Regions from separate parts of the Triticum aestivum genome. Here region 1 is linked to region 2. The links are chromatin contacts, called in public Hi-C maps. All regions are on one chromosome and are shown on one strand. The core of a region is the stretch at or near the end of the contact, and the rest is flanking DNA. Distances in the headings are between cores, read along the strand shown.

What was found. A called contact is a pair of places that touch in the nucleus more often than the background predicts.
Region 1: a Hi-C map of leaf shows a contact between it and region 2, with 4 times the contacts expected there. The contact joins the promoter of LOC123046406 here to the promoter of LOC123046399 in region 2. A contact is called at or near these places in 2 of 5 Hi-C or Micro-C datasets (both in leaf).

The regions. Positions count from the first base shown.
Region 1 is chr1A:290,654,378-290,661,328 of IWGSC CS RefSeq v2.1, reverse strand. LOC123046406 (protein EXECUTER 1, chloroplastic) reads right to left here and starts at 5,646. Exons shown (of 13, transcript XR_006422305.1): 1 at 4,925-5,646; 2 at 3,617-3,733; 3 at 2,671-2,736; 4 at 1,969-2,075; 5 at 1,227-1,305; 6 at 1-620.
Region 2 is chr1A:290,312,046-290,319,566 of IWGSC CS RefSeq v2.1, reverse strand. LOC123046399 reads left to right here and starts at 4,758. Exons shown (of 8, transcript XM_044469764.1): 1 at 4,758-5,062; 2 at 5,570-5,989; 3 at 6,440-6,492; 4 at 6,638-7,045. The coding sequence starts at 4,825.

The sequences.
Region 1 (6,951 bases), core at 4,397-6,896, 340 kb before region 2:
GGAATCTGCTGAGCCTTTTCTGCAGCTGGCTTTTTACTGGATTGTTCAGTATAGAAGGTAAATGAAAAGCGGTCTCTCTTGTCTAATTTAGCTGGCATGCGTTCAAATGTTTTAGGTGAGGACTGTGAAGCAAAATCCTTATCATTATCAACTTCAATTCCAATCGATAACAATGCTTCAATATCACTTTCCTCACCAGACTCATCATTATTCTCTTCTGCAGAAATTGTTCCTGCTTCTTCATTCTTATCTTCATCGCCAATATCTTGTGAAGATTCATTTTCGATCTCAGCTTCATCGTTGTCATCATCTTCCTCTGAAATCTGGTCAAATATTTTAATTATATAGTCCTGGTTGATGTTTTCCATAGGCGCTACCTTCAATATTTTGATCCTGGGAATTGGAGTTGAATCATTTGACAAGTTTTTCAAACCAGCTGGACCAGCAGCAACATCACTATCATCGCTATTTTGATCGTCCATGCTTATGCCTTCATCGTGTTCCTCGTGTTTAGCACCTAAGGAACTGCTAGATATGTTTATATTGTTGACATCTAGTTTTCCACTCAACATGTTTTGCAACTGGTCCGAATCACTGACATCTGGTTTCAGATGCACTGCCTGGAATAAAAGCTTTATTTTGTTAGAAAATGAGCATGGCTAAAAAAACTAAGGCTAGCAAATTGTTAGATAGCAATTGTTGTAAGCTTACGGTTTTATACCAAAACTAGGTCAGATCAGGTATAGGAATCATGTCATAGCAAAGGACAGCTACACTTGCCAGATACCATATAAATACCAGAGTTCAATATCAACAGGTACGGACTAGTGGCCATAAGAAAATTAATAAGCAGCTATGCTGAAAAGGCCATTAACTCAAACAATCAAACTTATGAAGGATGCATATAAAAAGCCTTGCAACCATAACAATATATATGGAAGTCGAAACATGGCATTTCATGTGCATCAGAAAAATACCAGTGCTTGGATGGACTACAACTACATAACTCGAAGATGCATATAAAAAATTGTAATGTCTATCAGTACTGGCATCATGATACTCTATAATGATATTGTCATATCAAAAGACATAAAGGATGCAATGGTGAGTTTACATGAGCATGAGCAAATACGGTAACTTGGCATTCTACTCATGCAATTTGTGATGAGTGGGAATGAGAATTTTTTTTCAGTTGATTATTAATTTTGAAGTGTCAGTCAGCATACCTGCAGGTTGTATCCTCCATTTGCCTCTGCAAAATAAATTTCGAATATAGGGTAACCATGGCCATCTGAAGCCAGCTGCCTGAACATACGTGAGAGAGAATTAAAACCTAAGGGTATTTTAGCAAATAAAACACACGTGATACTATTCATTTCATGGAAAGCCCATTCCATAATAATATGATGAATATTTATTCATTTCTTTGTTGCCCCAGAGGGGCCCACCCTGGTGGGACCGAGAGAACTAATGGATATTGCTATTTCTTTCATGTGGTAAAATAACAATGTCATTCTTAAGAATCCAAGTTCTGTTTCATCAATGGAAAATAACGATTTAACCCAGTTTCTTCAGCATAAGCTTACTGATTTCACTACCATGTTTTCTATCACCTCCTTATTTGGTCTCATTTCTCTAGTAGTAACACTCGTGACCAAAATTTCCAACTAACATGCCGTCATTCTATAATGGCATAGGCGCCTTCAGAGTGAACACCCTGGAGTAACTAACCCACTCTACCACAGGGATTTTCTTTTTCATCTCTTTCTCAAAACAACATTAATAGGAACAAAACTAAGAACTCAAGTCATCCATAAACATAATGCATGTACTGAAAGTGCACCTAGGAAATGATTGATCAAAGAAAATACACACAACTTGCAATATAGGACAAGAAAACTTTGTAGTTTCGACATACCAAACATGAACTTTTGAGTGTCAATAATAAATAAACAGAAAAAGCAATACCTGATATCGTAACTTTTTGCCACGTATCGACCATGTTCAGCGCTTATACGGATTATAAGACCATATGGATCAGACAAACTTCCAGAAATCCCAGACCACCATCCCAACTGCATATGCTCTAAAGGATCAGGTAATGGCATATCCATAAACTAGAGTCCAATGACTAACAGAAACTTGGGAAAGCTACTCATTTACAAGGCTATATTTTTATAACACGTGCAAATTCATGTGCATTCCAGTTTCCAAAACAAGAGATTCAGGCTTATTAGCTGGTAGCCTGCTACATGACTTTATCCTGCCTGAACTTTAAGCTGCTAGGCTACAGTTATGGCCTTGTGGGACATAATCGTCATACATAAACAACAGTGCTAACAGTAGAATCAACTAGAAAAGCCACAATGGGGGTACTAACTAAGATGGGTAACATGATTACCCTCTTTTAATCCCTCTGTTCAAGAATGCATGGTGTTTTGCTCATGGTCTAAGCAACGGTCTGATATGTGGCATGTGTTTATAGCCAGTGGGCATGTGATGTCATACCATACCATACCTCTTCAGCTTAACTTGGGCTTAATCCAGACATAACTAAAATGGTACTCCGTATGTGATACTGCATGCTACATATTTCATAGTTGCTAATTTGTAGGCATAGAGTCTAACAACACAAAAATTAACAGACTGTTGAGCCTTTGTGTTACTAACCAGTCCTGCACCAGCGTGGTCTCTAATATAAGCTGCATCCACATAGCGGTCCTCTTCTATGGCCCTCTGTAAGAGTTAAAACATTAGATAAACGGTGCTCAATTATCAAATTAATAATATCATACTATCAATCTACACATGGTATCATGAATCAAATCAGTTACTCTACTTGAAAGCATTCAGATTGGTTCCTCTTATCTACAGCATAGTTATGGAAACTGGACAGGTAGATGGCTCGGTCAGGCTCCCAGTTCATGGTCCCTGGTTGGATTACCGGAGCAGAACTAGTACATGATGAATTGAAGTTATGCACAAAACCCAGAAGGCAAGTGTGCAATTGCTCCATTGTTCAGGACGTGGGCTCAAACCACCATCACTTCATATTTCATTTCCTTATCCAACAATTTAATCCTCCAAGCAGATGCAACAGTTGCCAATTTCTAGACAGCTGTGTGAAAGAATTCCAGCTCAGCCTTGTTGCCGCTGGTTCATAACAGCCCAATAGCACAAAACATAAAATTGAACAGCCTGTCACATCCAGTTGCAACACTGATATGAAACAGTGACTGGTGAAAGTTAGTCACTCTGTTACCAGTGGCATTTCAACACCTGACATGTCTGATATTGCTGATTGAGATGGGGAAAGTAAATAAAATAGGTGAGAGAAATTTTCGGTGAGAGTATGCCTTGATGGCCCCCATAATTGGGTTATCTCAGTTATTAGATAAGTTATTAGCTACTGTTTCCACCCAAAGCAGTAAGCATGCCAGACATTCATCCCCCTGTAGCATAGGACTATTTCACTAGCTATTGACAGGCACATAACTAGGATATTTTAAAGTAATAATAGAGGAAACATGATGTCGCAAGCGAACTAAAATGATCAAAGGTGCCATTCATCATTAACTATACACAGACAAAAGAGCAGATATTTGCGGTTTCTTACATGTAACTCAGATATTGCTCTGCCGACAGTATCATTTCTTGATGTAGCAGCAATAGCTAACTTCAGTTTGTGGGCACTCCTATAGTCTTCTCTACACACAGCAGTGCGGAGTTGTAGCTGAAACACAATACATGGCCATCAGGAATTTACAATCTGATAGAAGCAATCGATTAAGAGGAAAAATATCTTGACAAAAAACAAAATATGCACATGGTATATCAGCAATGCGCAAAGAATTAAGTTATGCCTAATATTGCACATACATTTTTTTAATTAGTCATATACAGATACGACACAACCAGCACTCAATGGTTCCAAACAATTCCAGATACAAAAAAAACTGGCACACCTAATGAAAAACAATTTTAAAAACATCAAACATCATATAAAATACAAATAAGCTCCTGGCTCTTCTTTATGCTGCCATGAAGTAAGACCTTTTTGCCATTAATATATGGCAGCCAATCATGAAGCTTGGTAGTGTGATTTCAGAAAGGTAGTCCAAATTGTAACTCATATATGATCATTGTTTCTACCATAACTTGTAGTCCCAGCTCTACAATAAAAGCATAGGTGTTCTATCAGCCTAAACAACAGTATGATGCACGCTTTGTAAATCTATTAGATCACTGAGCCTATCAACGGTATGATTGTGAATCTATTAAACCATTGGGCCTATTAACGGTATGATGCATGCTTTGTGAATCTATTAGACCATTGAGCCTATTAACAAAAGCGTATAAGCATTGCAAACCATCAATACAAGTGTTGACACGGTATCTCCCACATGCTGTTGGCATGGTAACAGATGGCATAGGCCATAAACGGAACATGTTATGGTGCTAAGCCCAAGATATAGCCTACCATCAATGGATTGACCTAACACAACATTAGTAGTTTCAACACACGAAAGAACTTTGGCGACTAAGTCACATTGATACTTGAGAGAAAAAATGTGTCGCTCCAAAGAAGCCAGTTTAAGTTTGAGTCTGGCTTCAGTAGTGCTTCAGCTCCCTAAGGAGTAAGTTTCTTCAGAACAGTTAATCGCCATCGATTGAGCTTATCCGCACTAGGTAAATTTCTTCAGAACCTAACTCCTTCATGCTACTAGTTCCTGGGATAAGGCAAGTATAGATGGTCTGGCAGAAGAAAGGGGAAATATGGAATTTGGGCATGGTCCATGGAGACATTTGTACTGCTAAACGTTCCATGTTTGTAATCACATGTAATGAAAAATCAATAACGGTGCGTTTTGTGCAAGCCTCATCCATATTCACAAGTAGTCACTGATCAGTGAGAAAAATCAACCTGCAGTTCATCAACAAGGCGCTCGCTCTCCTGAATGAGGGCGAAGTGCTGCTTCCACCTCTCCCAGCTCCACTTCCCTGCTTCCTGCACCACGTCCACCTCCTCACCGTCTTCCTCCACTCCCTGCCCTCTCTCCTCCAGTTCGTGAGAACTCTCCGCTCCCTTCGCGAGGCCCGCCTCCTTCGAGGGGTGTGCGGAGGGCCAGTAATTCCTGACGTACTCGCTCCACCGCCGCACGGCGCCCTGGAGGGCATCGTGGAAGAGAGCGTCCCAGCCTCGGCGTGGCTCGCCGCCGGGGTCCGCACCGGGGCTGCGCGCGCCGCACCGGAACACCGAGGCGACGTCGGAGGCGCGGCGAGTCGGCGCGGCGCCCGCCAGGCGGCGGACGCGGAGGAGGCGCTGGCCGCGGTGCGCGGCGAGGAATCGGCTAGGGTTGGGGTCCAGCTGCCGCGAGGACGAGGACGAGGAGGGGAAGGAGGCGGCCGTGGCGGGCAGCGGCGCGCGGGGCGCGGTGTAGACGGACGCCATGGAGGCGAAGTCAGCACGGCCGCGGAGATGGAAGCCGCCGCGCGACGCACCGGATGAATCGTGCTCGTGCGCTCGTGGCGCGTGGTCGGCTTTGTGTTGTCCCCCTTTCCTGTGGATTGGGTCGAGGGCGGGCGTAACTGATAAGACTTTCGCGGGGAGCAGACGAACCTCGTGGGGGGCGAACATGACGGGTGGGGGCCCCGGGCGAGCGAAACCTGTTTGCGGGCCCGGGCTCCGAGTTTTTGCGGCTAGATGTTGTGTCCTCGGAAAATGCTGTGCCGCTCACAGTGTCGGTACAAAGGACGATGGTTGGTGGGGTCCGGCCACGTTCTTCAAGAGTGAGGCTTCTCGAATGCACCTCGTGTCGTCCGCGCCGGCCGAATGAGCCGAGGGGTCCCGTCCGCAGCAAATTTGACAATTTTAACTTGTGAATGTAAGGGCATGTACAATGGTTAATAAAGCAGTTTTATTTTAAGTCTTGCATATAATTTAGAGATGATAAAAGAATATGTCTACAATAAATTATATCTTAGCCTTATCTTCAGTAACTAACAATTTCTTAAAACATGATAAGATAAATTGTGCTAAGAGATCATCTCTTGTCTTATCTTAAATAAAAGAAGACAAGCCTTTTCTTATGAGTTCTTTCTTCTCCACCTCATCATTTATCCTACGTGGCACTCCTAAGATAGCACCATTGTACATGCACTAATCAATTTATAAAATGAACTGTCCTTAAAATTATTTCACTCAGCTGATCGTGAAAGCCCCTGGGCCCGCACCCAGCAGTGCAGCGCCTCAGAGCTAGGCGCCGCACGTGTAAAGTGCAGCGCCTAGCACTGTCTGTTACTAGTTGGCTGGCCGGTCCCCCTCCCCCACTCTCTCCACGCACGCCCCAACCCCCAAAGCATTCCCACCCGAGATTTGCCCCTCTCTCCCCTTCTCAAAATCTTCTCCAAATCTTCCAAATTTGAAGAGTTTGTCCATGGATTTCGAAGTCAAACCCTCCCTCAAGGTAATCTTCTCTGATCCCCTTGTTTTGATCCAAGTAATGTTAACAAATTGCCCATTTGTTGCTAGTTTGGGGAAACCCTAGTTTTGTATGGATCTAGATATTTGCATGGAGATGTGAGATATTGTTTGCCAATTTCCTATGATTAGGCTTGTTAGAATGTTAGGGTTATCCTTATGGTGTTCTTATTGTTTGAATAGGATGGACCCTAGTGATATCATTGAGTTGGAGGAAAGGCATAATGTTGGTTTTGAAATGCACATCTGTTGAAAGACAATGCGTGTCAACTCGGAGCAACGTTGGGTTGCATACAAGGAGACGACGGCTGAATCACTAGACAAGGCTCTTGAGTTATTTGCAACGAAGAAGGTTGATTCAAGTTTGCATTTGGACTTGAACCGGAACCACTCCCCTTTGGTTGCTAGTAGCCCCCCGCCCTTGAACCGAGATGAAATTATTGAACCTCTTTTGACCCAAGAAGTGAGGC
Region 2 (7,521 bases), core at 3,509-6,008:
GTAGGGTTTTACCTCCATCAAGAGGGCCCGAACCTGGGTAAAACATTGTGTCCCCAACCTCCTGTTACCATCCGCCTTAGACGCACAGTTCGGGACCCCCTACCCGAGATCCGCCGGTTTTGACAGCGACAACGGGCTACTGTTCATACACCATCGACTTACTCCAGCCTGCACCTGCTACTGTTCGTCCACCGTCGACCTCCTCCAGCCTCCACCAGCCACTGTTCATCCACGGGCTACTGTTCAACCAGCCTCCATGGGATCCTGTTCATCCACCCCCAACCGGCTGTGGTGTGTGGCGGCCTCCTTGTGGTCCTATTCATCTAGTGGAAACTGCGTACTACCACGGGGTCCTGTTTATCCAGCGGCAACCACCTACACATGGCCGGGTGTTAGGGCATGTCTCTCTCTAAGTGGTTTTGGCGATTGATGGCAATGCTTTTGTGGACTAATCGTGTGCATTGAGCATTTCAGATATTCATTCATTGGCACGAGACAATTCTTTCCCCTCAGAGCTCAAGGTGAAGACGGTGTAGTCTCTTTCGTTTCGGTTTTGGTGGACTTGAGTCGTAGGAGACACCGTACTATCAAGAGGCGGTCCGTATCGGAAAGGCTAGGGTGGAATCAACACGTTCACATCTTTTTCGCACCCCTAGATCATTCCCTCTTTCTTGGAGTGTACCTTTATCGCGGAAATGACACATGGGAAGAGCCAGCGGTAGTAACGCTGGGCCGGAGCGTCAGCACCGCTGGTAGCCTCAATCGGTAGTACCGCTGCTTCGCAGTGGTAGTATCACTCATGGCTATCAGCGGCAGTATGGCTCCAGTTTCGCGCTGGTACCGCCTCGACTCGAGACCGACGAGTCTCGTGTCGGGTTCAGCGGTAGTAGGAGCGGTAGTACCGCTTGCAAGTGGTAGTACCACACCTACCACCACTGCTAGTGCCTCCCGGGCTCTCTCTCTCTTGTGCCCCTTCCCCTCTGAGGCCCTTGCTCATAGTCTCCGTGGTAGTACTGCTGCGGCCAGCGGTAGTACCGCTCCCCCTCGCGGTAGTACCGCTCTGTGCGGGCTAAAGAGGGGATAACAGTTGGATTGCTTCCCCCACTATAAAAGGGGGTCTTCTTCCCCAAGAAGACCTACCTCTTTTCCCCCAAGCTCCATTGTTGCTCCAAAGCTCACTTTCGCCCAATCTCTCTACCCAGCCAATCAAACTTGTTGATTTTCTAGGGATTGGTTGAGAAGGCCCAGCTCTACACTTCCACCAAGAGAAATTTTATTCCCACCACTAATCCCATGCGGATCTTGTTACTCTTGGGTGTTTGAGCACCCTACACTATTATAGGATGTTGCTAACGCGACACTATGATCAGAGACCCTTCGCCCAAACTGTGTGCGATGCATTAATCACAAACGATGGTGTAAAAACCCGTCAAAAAGGTGTAAAACGTCTGCGATGAGAGATGCATCAAACACGGTTCACATTTTAGTTGTGTGTGTGATGCAGGGCATACGGTTCAATTCAATTAACTGTTTGCGATAAGGAGGAACAAAATAAACAGGCAGCCAGATGAAGGTGTGTGCGATATACATCATACGGTTCACTCGGATGAATTGTTTGTAATTAGGCAACACAAAAGAAACGGTCAGCCAAATCAAGGTGTGTGCAATATACGGCATACGATTCACTTGGATGAACTATTTGCTTTGAGCCAAGAGAACATAAACGGTTCAATTTAACAGGATGCGTGTGATACGCGGCAAACAGGTCTGTAATCAGAAATGCGTGCGAAGACCGATAATAATACAGACGATTGCTGCTAATAAGCCGTGTGTGTTCTGGGCAAACGCTTGGTGGTATACAATTATGAGCGATTGATGAAATCATCATCGAGGGGTTCCCCGGTATGGTCCATGTGCGATGTCGTTGCACACAGAACAACAACATATGTACTTATAACTTATAAGTGAAGGTGGTTCTCTCAAGCAACCCTGCAATCAAATGCAAGTACTCTCTTGTGTCTCAACACACCCAATACAACTGTGAGTTGTACAGATGCACTAGTTCGGCGAAGAGGTGATGATAGATGTGTAATATGGATAGTAGAAATAGGTTTTTGAAATCTGAAGAATAAAAACAAAAAGGTAACAAGTAACAAAAGTGAGTAAAAACAGTGTATCAATGCTTAGAAATAAGGCCCATGGTTCATACTTTTGCTAGTGCAATCTCTCAACATCATTAACATAATTGAATCACATGACAATCCCGCAAAAGTGAGGAAAAGAATCACTCCAAAGTTTCTATTTCTATCAGGGAAAGTAGGATGAAATCGCATAGGTAGCAAACCACCTCAAAGTTGCCATTCTAATCAATCTATTGAACCACCCCCAAATTATCACGAATAGTCCTAGAGATCATACTATGACAACACCAAATGATACACATCAATTAACCTTTATGCCACCTAGAACACCCCAATGTCACCGCGGGTATCCGCAAGTTAAGACATGCATCAAGTGATCTCAAATCCAAAGTATTAAATCCCACATAAGAAACTTCAAAGAGCAAGACTCAATTCACCACAAAAATAAAGGAGGTGGACATCATGTGATCCAACTTTATTAACAAAGCTCATGATACATCAAGATTGTGTCAAATCAAGAACACGAGAGAGAGAGAGAGATCAAACACATAGATATTGGTATAAACCCTCAGCCCAAGGATGAACTACCCACGCATCACCATGGAGGCAACAAGGCTGATGAAGATGGCTTCCCTAATGTTTCCCCCTCTGGCAGGGTGCCGGAGAAGGCCTCTAGGTGATATCACTTCAGAACAAAGGCTTGCGGTGGTGGAGGAAAAGTTCTAGGTCTGGGGGTTTCTCTATTTATAGGATTTGTTAGTGTTGGAATCACACCAAACAAGCCACGGGCGCGACCACATCCCTGGGGCACGCCCTAGTGGCTTGTGGACCCCTTGGGCCTCTTTTGGTTGCCTCCTGAAGCTTCTAGATCCAGAAAAAATCGTCGTAAATTTTCGTCGCGTTTGGACCTTCCTAGGTATGGATTTTGCGGAACAAAAAGTAGGAACTGACACTGGGAACTGTATTAATATGTTAGTCCATACAAATAACATAAAAGTGCATCAAAACCATATAGAATTGATATAAATATAGCACGAATACCATTAAAGACGTATCACATAGTAGTGGGTTCAATCTTACGGTGTCCTATATCCCAGTGACAAAAATGGACAAAATATATTTGCATTGTTGTCATTAAGGATAAATCGACGTGGTTTAATCTTATTGCTAGATTTTCTTTCTGTCTACATCATGTCATCTTTCTTATTACGTTACTCTAATTTTTATTCAACTTAATACTTTCATATGCATGCTGGATAGCGGTTTCGGGCTGAAGTAATAATGCAGTTGGATTATGGTCTACTTATCATGGATGTGATCCCTATACAGGATTATGCCATGAATGATAATAGCTGTGAATGCTGCTTTTCTGTCGATTGCCCAATAATAATTTATTTACTATGCCATTACCTGCTTTCGAGAGAGATGCCACTAGTAAACCTATGGACCGGGTCTATTGTCATTAATCCTTGCGTTTACATAATTGCTCTTTTATTTACTCTCCATTATTTTACCGTTCCACTATATTATTATCATCCACTATTCGCATTTAACCTTGCGACTAGTAAGACGAGGGATTGACAACCCCCTTGCCAAGTTGGGTGCAAGCATTTATTTTATTTGTGTTTGGGTGTCGTTTATCTTGTTAGCTTGTGGACTCCTGCTGTTTTGATTAAACCTCGATTTTTCACGAAATTACTTTCTGCTATTGTGCTACATCACCCTTTCTATTCGGGGAAATCCAACAACTCCTACAGGAGTAGCAGCCACGCTGCACCGACGATGCCGCCGCCACGACAGACATGAGATATTGCCGACGCGAGAGGGCCAGCGCCGCCAGGGGTACGATGGTGTTGTGTACTTGCGTCATTGGACTGTGACGGCTGCAGTGTGAGAGCTCCATATATAAACCGCGGCATGGATGACTGGCTGGTGGGCATGATGTGCGTGTTGAAAAGGAGAGAGGAGGAGGAGAAAGAAGAATACCAAGACAACATGTCCGCATGGCACTTTTTTTGCCAACTCAATCTGACAGGTGGACCCGAGTAATTAGTGACATTATCAAAGCACTTAGCATTTACCGTTAGTTTTTTTGTCACTGTTAATTCTTTGGTGCGGTGGTTTTTACCATGATTTATAAAGTGACTGTTTTTCGCTAATGATGCTGCTATTGTGGTGGTTCGATGCATTTTACTCAACCTTGTCTTCTCATTCCTGACAACTACATAAATAATCATATGCTTAACTAGAGACATTCTGAACTCATGGGTATATGAATCCATTTTTTAAGAATGCATTTAAAACACATTTTAGTGTCAAAAAATTCAAAACAAAATTTCATGCATACATCTTATAACATGTGTGCGCCCCACAAAGTTTTGCGAAAGAACATATTTTATTTTTGCCTCCTTGAAAAAGATAAATTTTAGTGCTACTAAATAACTTTCCACGACACATTTTTTGTCTTTTTACACAGGCCAAAAAAGTTGTTTTTTGCTAAACTTTTTGCCCGCACATATAGTGTCAAGATGTGTGCATGAAACACTTTTCACAATTTGTTGTCATTTAGAAATAAGCTTTCCGAGCCATGGGTTCATCCATGTACTTGCCCAAAAACTAATCATACGCTCGGTGTCGCCAAACTTCCTCTTCCCCTCTCTCTCTCTCTCAAAAAAAAAAAAAAATGAAAAATCTTCTTTCCGGCCGCGAGGAGCCGAGGACGGCGGCCTCCATGCGCCGTCTTTTCGTCGCGGCATGGTCGCACCTCCTTATCTCCTTCCTCCTCGTCGCGCCACAGTCAAAGGCGGCGTCAAGCTTCGGCGCCACCGCTGGCCGCCCAGAGTGGCAGGTCTTGACCAGGGCTAACTTCTCCTCCCAGATCCGGCTCCACCCCCACATCCTCCTCGTCGTCACCATGCCATGTGAGCCCTCCGACCTATCCTGTCTAGCTGAAAGCTCTGGTTTCTGACTGCATGAGTAGTTGCCAAGGTCAAGTTGTTGAATCAAACAGTCGAGAATTTTCTGTCCATGTTGCATTCGAAATCTAGTAGTTCTGAAGTACATGGAAGGATAAGTAAGCAATCACTAAAATCCATTGCGCCAAGGAAGTATTTGATGCAGCCGACATGACAAGGCAAACCGTGCGATTTCTTACTCCAAAACTCTGCACGATGACACGATCCTGGACAATTTTAGGCAGTCTGTCTTTTCATTTTTTATTTGACCAAATTGACTTGGAGCCGCTTCTTAAACTACGATGAATTTTCCACAGTTTCACGTTTTCGACATTATTATTTCCAAATACGTACAAGGTTTGTTCCATAGTCATTACCATCTGGGTAAGCCCCACATGCTCCAGAAAATGAGAATGTGTGCATGAGATTGAGTCCCAACTCACTGTAACCGTTATTTCTTATGATCATTTATAGGGTATGGTGAGTCAAGATCACTGATGGCCGAAATACAGCAGCTGGTCGCAACCGAGGAGATGGAGCTAGGTCGCCTTAAGTTGATGGTTGTGTACAGAAATTCTGAGAAGTTGCTGTCGGATGCTATTGGTGCAACTGAAGGAACAAAGTTCATATACTACCAACAATCCATACAGTTCAAATATCAAGGAAAGCTTCGTGCACGTGATATATTGTATTCAGTACGACATATCATGTCACTTAAGCACGAGGAGGCCCCTTTTGTGGCTTTGCATACAAAAGATGATGTGGAGGAGTTTATTCAATCAACTGACAGAGCTGTACTTCTGTCCGAGTTCTGTGGTTGGTTTACTCGATTGGCTAGTGACAGAAGCAACAGAAGCAGTGGGGTCACTCCATCAAAAACTCACGCAGAGAATGGTTAGTCAACTCTGTGTCATCTGTCCTCGATTCATCCAACATTTTGTATTGTTTTCTGCTTTGTGACGAGGCACTTGTTAAAATTGAGGTTGGTTACTACGATTCATGAATAGCTCTTTGTCTCTCTCCCTTTCTCTCAAAAGTGAGCATGCATTTTTTTAGAACTTTACGGGAAGAAACACCTTAAATTTAGGTTTCCATCTTGACCAACGTTAATGATTAATAAATGATTCAAGATCTCACAAGAACACATGGTGTAAGTTGGTAAAATATCCATAATCGGAAACTCAGGATGACATAGTTTTAGGTGGTCTGCCTTATTCTTTCAAACTGATCTACCTTAATCCTTCTATTTCATGTTCCATGATCACCATAAAACTTCTGAATGGATGATAAATCATGTCAACTCGATTCTGACATTTGGATGCTATACTCATTGATATCATACAGTTGACGTTTCTGGGAAGACAGTGACCAGACAATCAGATGGGCGTCTAGAGCTTGTAAGTTTAGCAAAGAAAGTCGCATTTATCTCTGGTTAATATTCCTGATTTTTTTTTGAGAGGACTCATGTCTGTCTGAACCATGACGGTTGAGCATATATGAGGACAGATCCCTGAAAATGTACTTATTTGAGATGACAAACAGGTTATAGAAGATGATGAACTGACCTTTGGAGGTGGGAGTCAGCTTACTGGTTCTCCTTGGAAAGGTGGATTTACCACAGCAAATCAAAGTGTCTCAGATCACATTAGAATATCAACTGATGAAAATAGTAAGTTGTGCACAGTGCAAAAGTTCCAACAGTTTGAAAGCTTCTATGCAAAGCTTACTGCCCTGTCAAGAGAACACTTTCTTCCTCCGGAGAAAGTTAGATTTGGCCTTGTTACTGAAAAATTACCATTATCTTCATTGGATATTGCCAATGCAAGCAATTCAGAGACGTGGTTCCTCAGTGTTCATTATCTGGGATGCACATCCTGTTCAGTTATAGCAAAAGAGGAGGATGACCTAAGAAGCCTGCTGCAATCCTATCATAATCTTGACGTTAAAGAGGTCAGTGAAAGTCCGTTTCATGTACGTTATAAATTTACCAAAAGAACATGACATGTGCTAAATATTACTCTGAGACGAAGATAGCTATTCTCTCCATGTATTCTCGGTGTGATTGTCAATTAGTAGGTAATAAAGGAGGAGAATGCATGTCAGAATGGTGTGTTTATTGTATTCTTGTTACTTTGCCCATATCTCCTTTGTTTATCTATTCTTACCAATCAAATCCTTTGAACCAGGTTCTATTTTATTGCAAATATATCTCACAAAAAATGTTCTTAAGCTAAAGATAAAGAGAACAATCCAGTTTATTCATAATTAATATAGTAAGAGTATGTAATTTGTTGATCTCTATAACAGAATATCTTGTTTTATCTGGTAAAAAGGCATTGTCTTTTATGAATTTCTGCTACATTATTTTTTCTCATGGCCTATCCAAAATATCCAATGCTTCTAATTTTACATGCATCATGCCATGA